2 separate regions of the Mus musculus genome follow, and region 1 is linked to region 2. Evidence: chromatin contacts called from public targeted proximity ligation data. All regions are on one chromosome and are shown on one strand. The core of a region is the stretch at or near the end of the contact, and the rest is flanking DNA. Distances in the headings are between cores, read along the strand shown.

Region 1 (5,420 bases), core at 1,930-4,429, 150 kb before region 2:
GCTCTGGTTTCCAGCTCTCCCCTGAGTGTCTGCAGGTATTGGTGGATGCAGTTTCTGTTATTCAGAGCAGGCTTCGAAATGTCTACTTTAGTCAATGAATTTCTGTGTGTTCAAGGCTCATCACGCACAGCCCTGACCTCTCCTCAAAGCCATTACAGGTCCCAAATTGTACAGAGAATATTTAGACAAGACTCAGAGGCTGTATCTGGAATACTAAACTAAGAATTTCCTTCCTTCTCTTCTCTTCTCTTCTCTTCTCTTCTCTTCTCTTCTCTTCTCTTCTCTTCTCTTCCCTCTCTCTCTCTCTCTCTTTTCCTTTAGTACAGGGTTTCTCTCTCTCTTTTCCTTTAGTACAGGATCTCTCTCTCTCTCTCTCTCTCTCTCTCTCTCTCTCTCTCTCTCTCTCTTTTCCTTTAGTACAGGGTTTCTCTGTGTAGCGTTGGCTGTCCTGGAACTCATTCTGTAGACCAGGCTGGCCTCGAACTCACAGAGTGCTGGGATTAAGAGTGTGTGCCCTCATGCCCGGCTAAATTTTTTTCATCTCTAGGTGTTTTCACCTTTGTTCTCAGAGCATTTAGAACAGGACTTCACACATGGAAGTCTTTGTGAATGTTTGTTGATATCCTCAATTAATAAAATAAAATCAGTTCAAATGGTGAGTTATCTCTTCCTGCACCATGCTGTTGTCTTTTGGTTGGTTTGTTGACAGAATAACTTATTTAGCTGATTTTATTTTTTTGATAGCTCTCACAATACTTCAAGCTGGTTTTGAATATGATCTTTTTGCTTCAGCCCTATGCATGCTGGGATTGCAGACATGCCTGACCACAATAGGTTTCACTACCCTTTATCTCTTCAAGTTTCCCATTACCCGCTATCATTTTCTCCAGATCTGCAACTGCTCAGAAATGTTGATTCTGCGGACAGCCTATCCTACAGAACTTGTGGGAGTCAGTTTGGTTTGCAGTCCCTGACAGAGTCTGGCCCCTCCCAAGGACAACAATTGGAGAGTAAAACTTAAGAGAATGACTGTTGAGATCCTTTCTGCCTCAAACACACCCCGAAAGAAAGAAAAGTTTCCATTTATTCGGGGCTCTCCAGGGCTGAGGTTCAATAGGTGATCTGTATGTTTCCTTTTCGCTTCTAAACACATGTGTTCTTTTGTTTCTCAGGAAGCAATCATCGTGTAGCCATGGAAATCAATGAGTACGGAGGAAACGTTGCAGGGAAAAATGAAGCCAACGAGCTCAACTCCACAGAAGTTGGTCACATCCTAAAACAATCAGTGTGTGGGCATACAGGGGCTCGCTGAGGAAGTGCGGTATTTTGACAGTAACCTTTGCAGAAAGTGAGCACGTTTCAAAACGCTCAAGTGTTTGTAGAATGTCAGCCAAGCCTGCTGCTCGCTCCTTAGTCTTTCCTCTCAGCAGCCCTGACACCCACCCTCCATGAAATTCCCATTCTATCAAGAAACGTTGGGTTTAAATGGCTTTCCAAAACCAATGTGACACTCTAGTGGATGGCCCCACACCCAGAAGGATAAATTAATAGCACATGATTGAGTTGATGGATTATTAAATTATCAAATAAATAAATATACACACATCTACAAGGACACATATCGAGATGGGAGATTTTGAAGGAGTTAGTAAGAAGCCGAGTGAATATGATCAATATACATTGTAAGAAGCTCTCAAATAGTTAATAAAAACGCATATATTATTTAAGCTAGTGTGAGTGGCAGCATTTGAAGCAACATGATCTTTCCACCAATCAGAAGTCATCTTAAAGGTGAGCCGTGTCCACATGCCCTGACCTGAATTTCACAGAACAAAGATCTTGGAACTATCTCTCCACACCTATAACTAGTCTCTCTTTATAACTAGGCTTACAGTTAATAAATAGCCTTGGAGGTGGAAGTGAAATTTAAGGTTTAAGACTGTGTTTCAGGAGGCAGAGGCAGGAGGATTTCTGAGTTTGAGGCCAGCTTGGTCTACAAAGTGAGTTCCAGGAACAGCCAGGGCTATACAGAGAAACTCTGTATCAAAAAAAAAAAAAAAAAAAAAAAAAGACTGTGTTTCAGGGCTGAGAAATGGCTCATCAGCTAAGAGCATCTACCGCTTGTGTAGAGAGAGAACCCTTAAATTCAATCCTGCAGCTCAGAGTAGCCTCTTATTTCCAGCTCCAGGGGATCCAGTGTCCTCTTCTGGCTTCTGGGAGCACCTGCACTCATGTGCACAACCCTCCACACAAACACTCATGCATACAAACAATTTAAAAAAAAAATAAGTCTAAAAGTCCAAATATAGGTCAATATCACGTTGGCCAAATTCTGATTCCTCAGAAAACCTTCTGGTTCTTTTGCTCTCGCAGTAGAGTAGTAATGGCCTTTGTAGAGATCTGAAGTTTGTGTTGCACAGAAATGTGTCTGGTGGTGATGGTGATGATCATGGTGGTGGTGATGGTGATGATGATGGTGGTGATGATGGTGATGATGATGATGATGGTGATGATGTCATCTCAGTAAATGAAACTGAGCATAGTAACAATGTTTTCATCCTCAGAACCTGGGTGTAATGAACTTTCTCTTTAGTGAACACCTATACGTTTAGTCTCATTACTTTTATACCAAATTTTCTATTCAGTACAAATTATATTGTTAATTGAAAACTCACAAACACTTCTAGATGTGACTAATGCAGGCTAGGTCTTGTCTGCCCCCCCCCCCAAGTCACTAGACAACCAGGCTACGCCTATCCTTCTACTTCCTATCCTAAGGGTGGGTTCAAATCTCAGGTTACCTCAAGATGAAAAACTCCACTGCAGTGGCTGTCTTACAAGAGCAGTTTCTGTAGATGAGGGGAGTTAAAGGAGACAAAATAAGGAGGGAGAGAGAGAGAGAGAGAGAGAGAGAGAGAGAGAGAGAGAGAGAGAGAGAATATAGTCTATGAACCCAAATGTTGGTCAGTGGATCTATAAGGTTGTGGAAACCTATGGAAGTTTCCTTCTGCTGACTTTATTTTCTCAGTAGACAGGAAGCAAGGTCCTTGTAACAATGAGGTGGGAAGAGAAGAAAAATAAAGGTATAAAATAATCCACTCACAACAGAACAACAGATAAGGGCCTAGAGAAATATACAAGGCAAGAGCTGAGAAGCCAGAAGGGCCATAGAGATAAGGGATCCAGAATGAGACCAGATGTCCAGCGCTTGCCCAGAAGCCCTGCATTTGGGAGATGGAGGCAGGAGAGCATAGAGTTTGAAGCTGACCTCACCGACAGGAGACCCTGTCCATGACAGAAAGGAGAGAGACAGAGATAGAGACAGAGACACAGAGAAAGAACAAAAGAACAACAAAATCGAACAAAGCCAGGCCCAGCTTGGCTTTGTGCCATGTTCCAGCTTTGTTCGGCTGTGGGACTAGGGTAGAGAAAGTCTACTTGAACAAAGGCTCCGTCTAGTCCAACAAAATGAGTAGGGTCACGAGGCCAAGGGGGTGACTCGGGCTAGGAGTATCCGTGGGTGACTGCGACATTAGAGCTGAGTCAATGAACGTGCGGTTCTGAAGTTGCAAGTCTGTTAGTGTCCCCCGAACCATCCCTCCCCATACCAAATCTACCCACTTACCGATAGCCTATCAGAGTGAGTTCAAAGTTTATGCAAAAATAAGCATGTTAGCCTTCATCCAAGACTTCCCACTGCTGACCTGAGGGCAAAGCTGTGCTCCTGAACTCCGGACGTTGGTAAACTTCCTGCCATTTCTTAATCCACAAAGTCAAGATTCCAGCGGGCTTCCTGGCATGGCTAAGTGCCAGGCCAGCCAGAATATCCTCATTACCTGTGGAGAACAGGACGTCAGCGCTCTGCAGCCCACAGTGTGGCTTTGCTCTCGAGCCCAGTATCCTGGAAGTTCAGTGGGTAACAAGGCTGAGCCTTCCGGATTGCCTGTATACCCAAGATGGGGATTCTGTCTCCTCTCTCTCTCTCTCTCTCTCTCTCTCTCTCTCTCTCTCTCTCTCTCTCTCTCTGTGTGTGTGTGTGTGTGGTGTGTGTGTGTGTGTGGTGTGTGTGTGTGTGTGTCTTTTTCTTTCCCTCCCTCACTCCTTCACAGAAAACTCAAATTTTTTTCTTTTTTAGTATCTGAATTGATGTCTCTGACCCAGATATTCATAATCTGCCTTCTTCAAAGCATCTGGTCAGGGTTTTTAAACTTTTCTCCTTTTTAGGTAATATGGACCACTGGGTTAATTCATAGTCTTTCAGTCCAGCCTCTTCTTAAGACTCTCCAAGCAATAAATAAAGTACTATAATATCCAGGAACTCTAAACACGTGGAAGCTTGCTTCCTTGACTAAGAGAGATGAATCAGAAAGTAATGTGTTTTGCTTCTGTGAAATGAAAGAGAAATGTTCTTGTGAAGTTTTAAAGTTGTCAAAGACTGTCGAGGTCATTCATACAATCGTTAATAGCCACCCCCCTTCCCAAGCTCAGGTCCTAGAAGTCACTGAATGTGGATGATAAAGACCTGCCTTCAGAGAGCAAACTGCAATCGGGATTCTTTTCTGGGAGTCAAAGGGGAAAAAAAAAGCCTTAATGGGTATTTTCTTCAGTGCAGAGTGATTTGAGTTTAAGCACTAACCTGTCTCTCTAGTATTTGAAGGGATTAACTTCGGAGTTCATTGTGTTGGCTGTCTTTTCAAAGATTAGATAGTTTAGTTAGGCTCCTACCGGCCATGTAAATGTCTCCGCATTTATTGACCGTCTGTAGTCTTTATCAAAGGTGAACACAATCACCGGCTTGTAAACACGGATCCCATTATTTGGGTACTGATAAGATTTACTGAGAGTTAAAAAAAATTTATGATTGTCTAGCCAGTTAAAGACACTAATACAGTACAGAAAAGGACAATAAACACGTATGAATTCAGTCAATGAACTTGCCTTTTTTGTTTGAGGGCTACAATCTGTTTCGCACCTATAGATTGTAGATGTAATTATCTGACCAGCACTCAGTTAAAAACACGCTAGTCTATTTGAACATGTCGTCCACATTTCTACGCTCTTTCAATCACCTGCAGAGGAATTTATGCATCCCCATGAAGACATGTTAAATCTCTCAAGACACAGATAGACAAATTCTTTGGGAACACTGTAGGGATATGCTAAGGGACTCAGATCTGAATTTTATTATTTGTTTGTTTGTTTTGTTTTGTTTTGTTCAGATCAAGACCCTCCTGCATGCTTGGTAAGCACTACATCCCAACTTACAGGTCCACGTTTTAAAATGCTATGATCAAAGTGAAAATTTGGTAGAGGTAGTAAATCAGTGTGTTTGATCCGCAGGGTCAGCATTATGTTGTATTGATTGTGATTTTGGCCATCTCGGCTGGGGGAGATGCAAGAGCTGCCATTCAGCTCCCTTC
Region 2 (5,556 bases), core at 2,336-4,835:
CAAAATACTATTATACACAACTCTAGCTCTAAGTGACCCATGCGCTCTTCTGACTTCATCCATACAGGCACGTAATTACACATAAACGAAAATAAATCCTTGCATTAAAAACTTTAAAATAAATAATAAACTCAACAAAGTATCCAGGTTAGGGCAGGTGAGCAGGGTAAGGCGGTAAAAGCAATCCCTGGGTCAAGTCTGAGGACACGATTTAAAATGAGCAGACTCCCCAGATTTCTCTGCCGGTCTACACACACACACACACACACACACACACACACACACACCACCCCCTGCAGCACATGAATGCTGGCACTGACATACACATTATACACACATATAAGATTTAAAATTAACATATAGACAGCTGGGCGGTGGTGGCACATGCCTTTAATCCCAGCACTTGGGAGGCAGAGGCAAGCAGATTTCTGAGTTCGAGGCCAGCCTGGTCTACGGAGTGAGTTCCAGGACAGCCAGGGCTATACAGAGAAACCCTGTCATGAAAAACAAACAAACAAACAAAAACAACACATCTTCAGGACTCACACTTTTTTTTTTGTTTTGTTTTGGTTTTGGTTTTTTTTTTTTTTTTTTTTGAGACAGGGAGAACTCACACTTCTTGATTTTAAAATTTATTCTAAAGGTGTAAGCAGTCAAAACTATACGATAAACGAGACTGGAACAGACAGACACAGACCAGTGGGATTGAGTGCTCATAAATAAACCCTCTCCTATATGGGCAAATGATTTTAGACAAATGAGCCAAACCATTCAGTAATCTCTGTAACATGGTGACAGAAAACTGGGTATCCTACACAATGAAGCCGAATGTCTCACTTAACATCACATAAAGAGGACCAAAAACTTGCACCTAAGACGTAACACCATAAAACTTAGAGAAACAAAGAAGAAAAAGCCTGGCAGCTTTGGCTTTAGCAACGATTCCCTGGATCAGATACCAAAGGCACAGGCAACAGCATCAAAAATCAGGCATGGTGGCTCACACTTCTAAGGCTCAGGAGGCTGCCACAGGAGCACTGACTGCAGGACTTCAAGCCTGGGTGCAGATGAGTTGCAGGGGAGGCAGAACGCTACATAGTGAGACCCTGCCACCAAACACAAGACGATGAGGATCTAACGTACAACATCCTAAGAAAGCCTCATTTATTGCTTATTAAAGCTTAATGAGGGGCTGGTGAGATGGCTCAGTGGATAAGAGCACCCGACTGCTCTTCCGAAGGTCCGGAGTTCAAATCCCAGCAACCACATGGTGCCTCACAACCATCCGTAACGAGATCTGACTCCCTCTTCTTGAGTGTCTGAAGACAGCTACAGTGTACTTACATATAATAAATAATAAATCTTTAAAAAAAAAAAAAGCTTAATGAGACTGGCGCCAGGAACACTACTTAATAGAGAAAAGACTAACCAAACAAGAAAAAGAAAAACCTATGCCTAAACTATTGTACATAACAGACACGTGTAAACGTTTTCACTGGTAAAAAAATGTTTAAAAAAAATTCTCTTAAGGCCAGCCTTGAAATGTAGGAGGACAGTATGGACACATGAGATGTTTTATTTCTTACTTTGAGGGATAAATACTGGGATTAAAGGCTTGTACCATCACACCCCCACCGTCAGTGTTCTTTGTAACTTTTTATGACTCAAACACTTTGTAAGTAACAAAGGAAATAATAGCACACAGAAAAGGCAATATTGACTAATAATAATAATACTGCAAAAAAATTGTAAAAAAAAGTGCATTTGTTGGGTAGCTTAGGGTAAGAACACTTCTTGTTCTTCTAGAGACCTTGAGTTCTGTTTCTAGCCCCCACACCTGGGGGTGACTCACAACCACCTGTAACTCTGGCCTTAGAGGTGGTGCTCTCTTCTGCTCTCCACAAGCACTCACGTATGTGTGCAAACACCTGAATATATACCCATTATTAAAAATAAAAATTTTTTGAGGCAGAGTTTCTCTTTGTAGCCCTGGTTGTCTTGAAACTCGATCTGTAAAACATGCTGGGATTAGAGGTGTGCCCCACAACTGCCTGCCTAAATCTGCCTAATTTTTTTTTTCCTAAATTCTTAAGTGTGTCTGCTTTCCTGTTGATTAAAATGAAAGTTCCAAATTAAGTAACTAAAACTCCAGAGTTCAGCAATTAAGTATCTTTGGCAAGCCTAGAGTTGCTCACACACACACACACACACACACACACACACACACACACACACACGTCACCTAGTTTAAAAACTTGGGTCTGGTAGCTGAAACTTGAATTGCTTATAACTCCAGAACTCAGAACTAAGGCAGGGAGCTAGTCGGAGTTTGAGGCCAGTCTCAGGAAAAAAAAAAAAAAGGCAGACACAGTGGCACACACTTGTCACCCAGCAATCCCAGCTAAACGACCGAGAGGCTGAGACAGTAAAGTACGCTAACATATAGTTCCAGACCAACCTCGGTAACATCACAAAAATTCAAAAAAATTAAAAACTCTGGGTAAGTTATTTGGATGTCAGTCGGGGAGAGCTGAACCCCACACCCTCCCTCCTCTCAATTTTGTCTTTTGGTCAATGAACAAAGGCAGATAAAAGAAAGAAAGAAAGAAAGAAAGAAAGAAAGAAGGAGAGAGAAACCCTGTCTCGAAAAACCAAAAAAAAAAAAAAGAAGAAGAAGAAAAATGAGAAAGAGAAAAGATGCTGCACCTTAGCCATGTACTTTCATTAGCTCGTGAGTTTCATAAACTCATTTTACAGCTTAGCTTAAATTCAGCAATGTCTACTTGGTTATTAGAGGTGAATTTGATGGTTGCTCTTCGCTGAAAAGTGCGTTCCCTTTTAAAAGCAAACCTACTTTCATCTATTGGACCAAACACACAGAATAAAGAACTATTAGTCTTTCCGAAGTGGAAATAACCCCAAGGTGAGCGCCAAACTACATGCAAAGTAAGTAGGAAGCTTTATTCCCAAACTGACAACTCGGACGGGGTAGCACAGAGCAATGACAGCTAAATTTTCGGCGACATTGGCTTTTAAAAGGGAACGCACTTTTCAGCGAAGAGCAACCATCAAATTCTTTGTGACTGCAGCTTAACTTTAACCAACACCAACATCCCCCCCCCCCCCGAGACAAACCCTAATTTAGAACTAAACGTGGTAGCATGTTTACCGAACAAAACACGGGGAGCCCCAGAAACCGATGACTTGGTGTCCTTCAGAAAGGTAAACAAATCGCTCTCCGGAACGGCTAGCCCAAAAGCTAAGCCTCCGCGTCCGGACTCGTCCCAGCCTCTCCTTACCTGCATCTCACCACCACCTGGATGTTCCTGCCCTTTTCCTCTTTCTTCTTCAAAGAACTCGGCTGGGACGCCATGACGGTCGAGCCAAAACCTGCCGGCCTAGCGGAGACTCAGACACAGTGAGAACCGGGAGCAGCCTCTCCTCACCCGGTGCTGCCAAGGCCACGAGGACCGAGACTCGCAGCTCGGCGTCCCCGAGGTCCACGCAGGCCTCTTGGCCGTGGCCGCCGCCCCGCAAAAGCCGGACAGGACGAACCTCCTCCTCTGCTCCGAAATCAGCAACGATTCCGCGCCTCAATTTTGAAAAATGGAGACGACTGACCGGACCAATAGCAGAGCGGCACGCGAGGCATCATGGGACGCCGTGTCGTCACTGTGGTGACGACGGGGCGTGACCCGAAGAAATGGATGGCGGTGCAGGCTGGCTCCTGTAGTCCGAAGTTCACTGTGCAAGCTTTCAGTGCTGCCGCTGGCGGGCTTCTGGGGCCTGGGACGCCTACATCGCCGCATTCGCTGGGTCCTTACCGCCCTCCGAGGCTTCTCGCTTTCCGTAGAGAGGTGACGAACAACTCGGCCGTTTAAGGTGTAGGTGGGGACCGGGGAAACAGAAAAGCCGAGTCCTCCGCCTCATCGGGTTTCCGGAGCTGCTTTTTCTGTTTCGCGGGATCTTAAATGCGGTTTAGCCTCTCCGATGTAACTTAGCGAGGATCAGAGAAAGCGCCGCCGACCTCGCCAAATACCCGCCTTCCGCACTCCAGATCCCTGGTCCTCTGGATTAAGCAAAGCCAACTGTCTACTGGTAAACTACTCTCGGAGGCAGGAGTGGCAGAGGAGCTCTCCGAGTTCCAGACCAGCCTGATCTATAAAGCGAGGCCAGGACGGCCAGGGCTGGTTGCACAGAGAAACGCTGTCTCCAAAAACAAACAAACAAAAACAAAACAAAAGCTAGCCCCAGAGACTCACTGCTATCTCAAAATGTCCCACAAAGTGAACATATTGAACATCTTTATACCCTTGCCTCCGGCCAGTCTTTCTCACTTCAACACGTGTTTTTAACCAGACCCTTCCTCTGCAATCACCTTCCTCCAAGACTTTGAATCTCGTCCCTGAATGACTTCCTTCGATGTTCCTACTGCTACCCTTTTTTTCTCCTCCCTGCTACTGCATTCACTCAGCAAATATCCTTTAAAAAGCAAACCAAACACATATAGGGACAGAGGCAGAAAGATCAGGAGTTCAAGCGTCCATTTCATACATTTCCAGTTTAGTATCAAACTGTGTTATGTCCATCATTTGCTATTTATTCGTTTGTTTTAAACAAGATATCTTTCTGAACACAAGGCTGGCCCTGTGAGAATCCTCAATGATCTTCCTGCCTTCTGCATACTGGTATTGAAAGAATGAGCTACCAGTCCTGGCTGGTTTCTTGTTTGCTTTTTTTTTTTTTTTTTTTTGAGGGGTGTGGCTTAAGATTATTTATTTATGTGTGGGGTAGTGTGTCTGTGTGTGTGTCCTCCAAGTGTGTGGTGGTGCCCTTGGACAGAAGATGGCATTGAATGCCCTGGAACTGTAGTTAAAAAGTCAGTTGTGAACCACCTACAGTGGGCGCTAGGACCTGAATTCAGGTCCTGTGGAAGAACAGGAAGTGCTCTTAACAGCTCTTATCCATCTCTCCAGCCCATGATTTTTTTTGTTGTTGTTGGTTTTTTTGGGTTTTTTTTTTTTTTTTTTTTCGAGACAGGGTTTCTCTGTATTGCCCTGGCTGTCCTGGAACTCACTCTGTAGACCAGGCTGGCCTCGAACTCAGAAATCCACTTGCCTCTGCCTCCCGAGTGCTGCATCCCATGATTTTTGTCTTTTTGTCTTTTTTTTTTTTTTTTTTTTTTTTTTTAATCTTTTGGAATTAGATGCAAAAGGTCTTACCATTCCTGTGTTTTCCGATGGGCTTGCTTGGCCCCTGTGAAAGGGTCATTCATGCAGACCACTATTCTAAGGTGGTGTTTACCCTGTTCTCTGTCTCCCCTTGTACTACGAGTGCCAGCGCCTCAGTGGAACTCTAGTCCATTGGCACTTTGGATGCCTTCCTCATTCTCATTTTTCTGTCAGTTTCTGGTTTTTAAAGACTGTTTTGTTTGTTTGGGTGGTTTTTTTGTTTTGTTTTTATGTATTTATTATTACACATAAGTACACTGTAGCTGACTTCAGACGCACCAGAAGAGAGCGTCAGATCTCATTACGGGTGATTGTGAGCCACCAT

Evidence for each region.
Region 1: a targeted proximity ligation map of pancreatic cancer cells shows a contact between it and region 2. A contact is called at or near these places in 5 of 39 promoter capture datasets (the C10 cell line, HPC-7-derived erythroid cells, liver and 2 more), 7 of 484 Hi-C or Micro-C datasets (the C10 cell line, CD4 T cells, LSK cells and 4 more), 10 of 130 datasets of targeted methods (the 230-238 cell line, the SCID.adh cell line, bone marrow-derived macrophages and 6 more) and 3 of 9 other capture datasets (adipose tissue, liver and pancreatic islet).

The regions. Positions count from the first base shown.
Region 1 is chr19:37,519,345-37,524,764 of GRCm38.p6, reverse strand. No RefSeq gene overlaps it. Among named protein-coding and RNA genes, the nearest start is that of Gm41842, 24 kb to the left of the region's middle.
Region 2 is chr19:37,374,411-37,379,966 of GRCm38.p6, reverse strand. It overlaps Kif11 (kinesin family member 11), which reads right to left and starts at 3,585. Exons shown (of 22, transcript NM_010615.2): 1 at 3,300-3,585. The coding sequence starts at 3,373.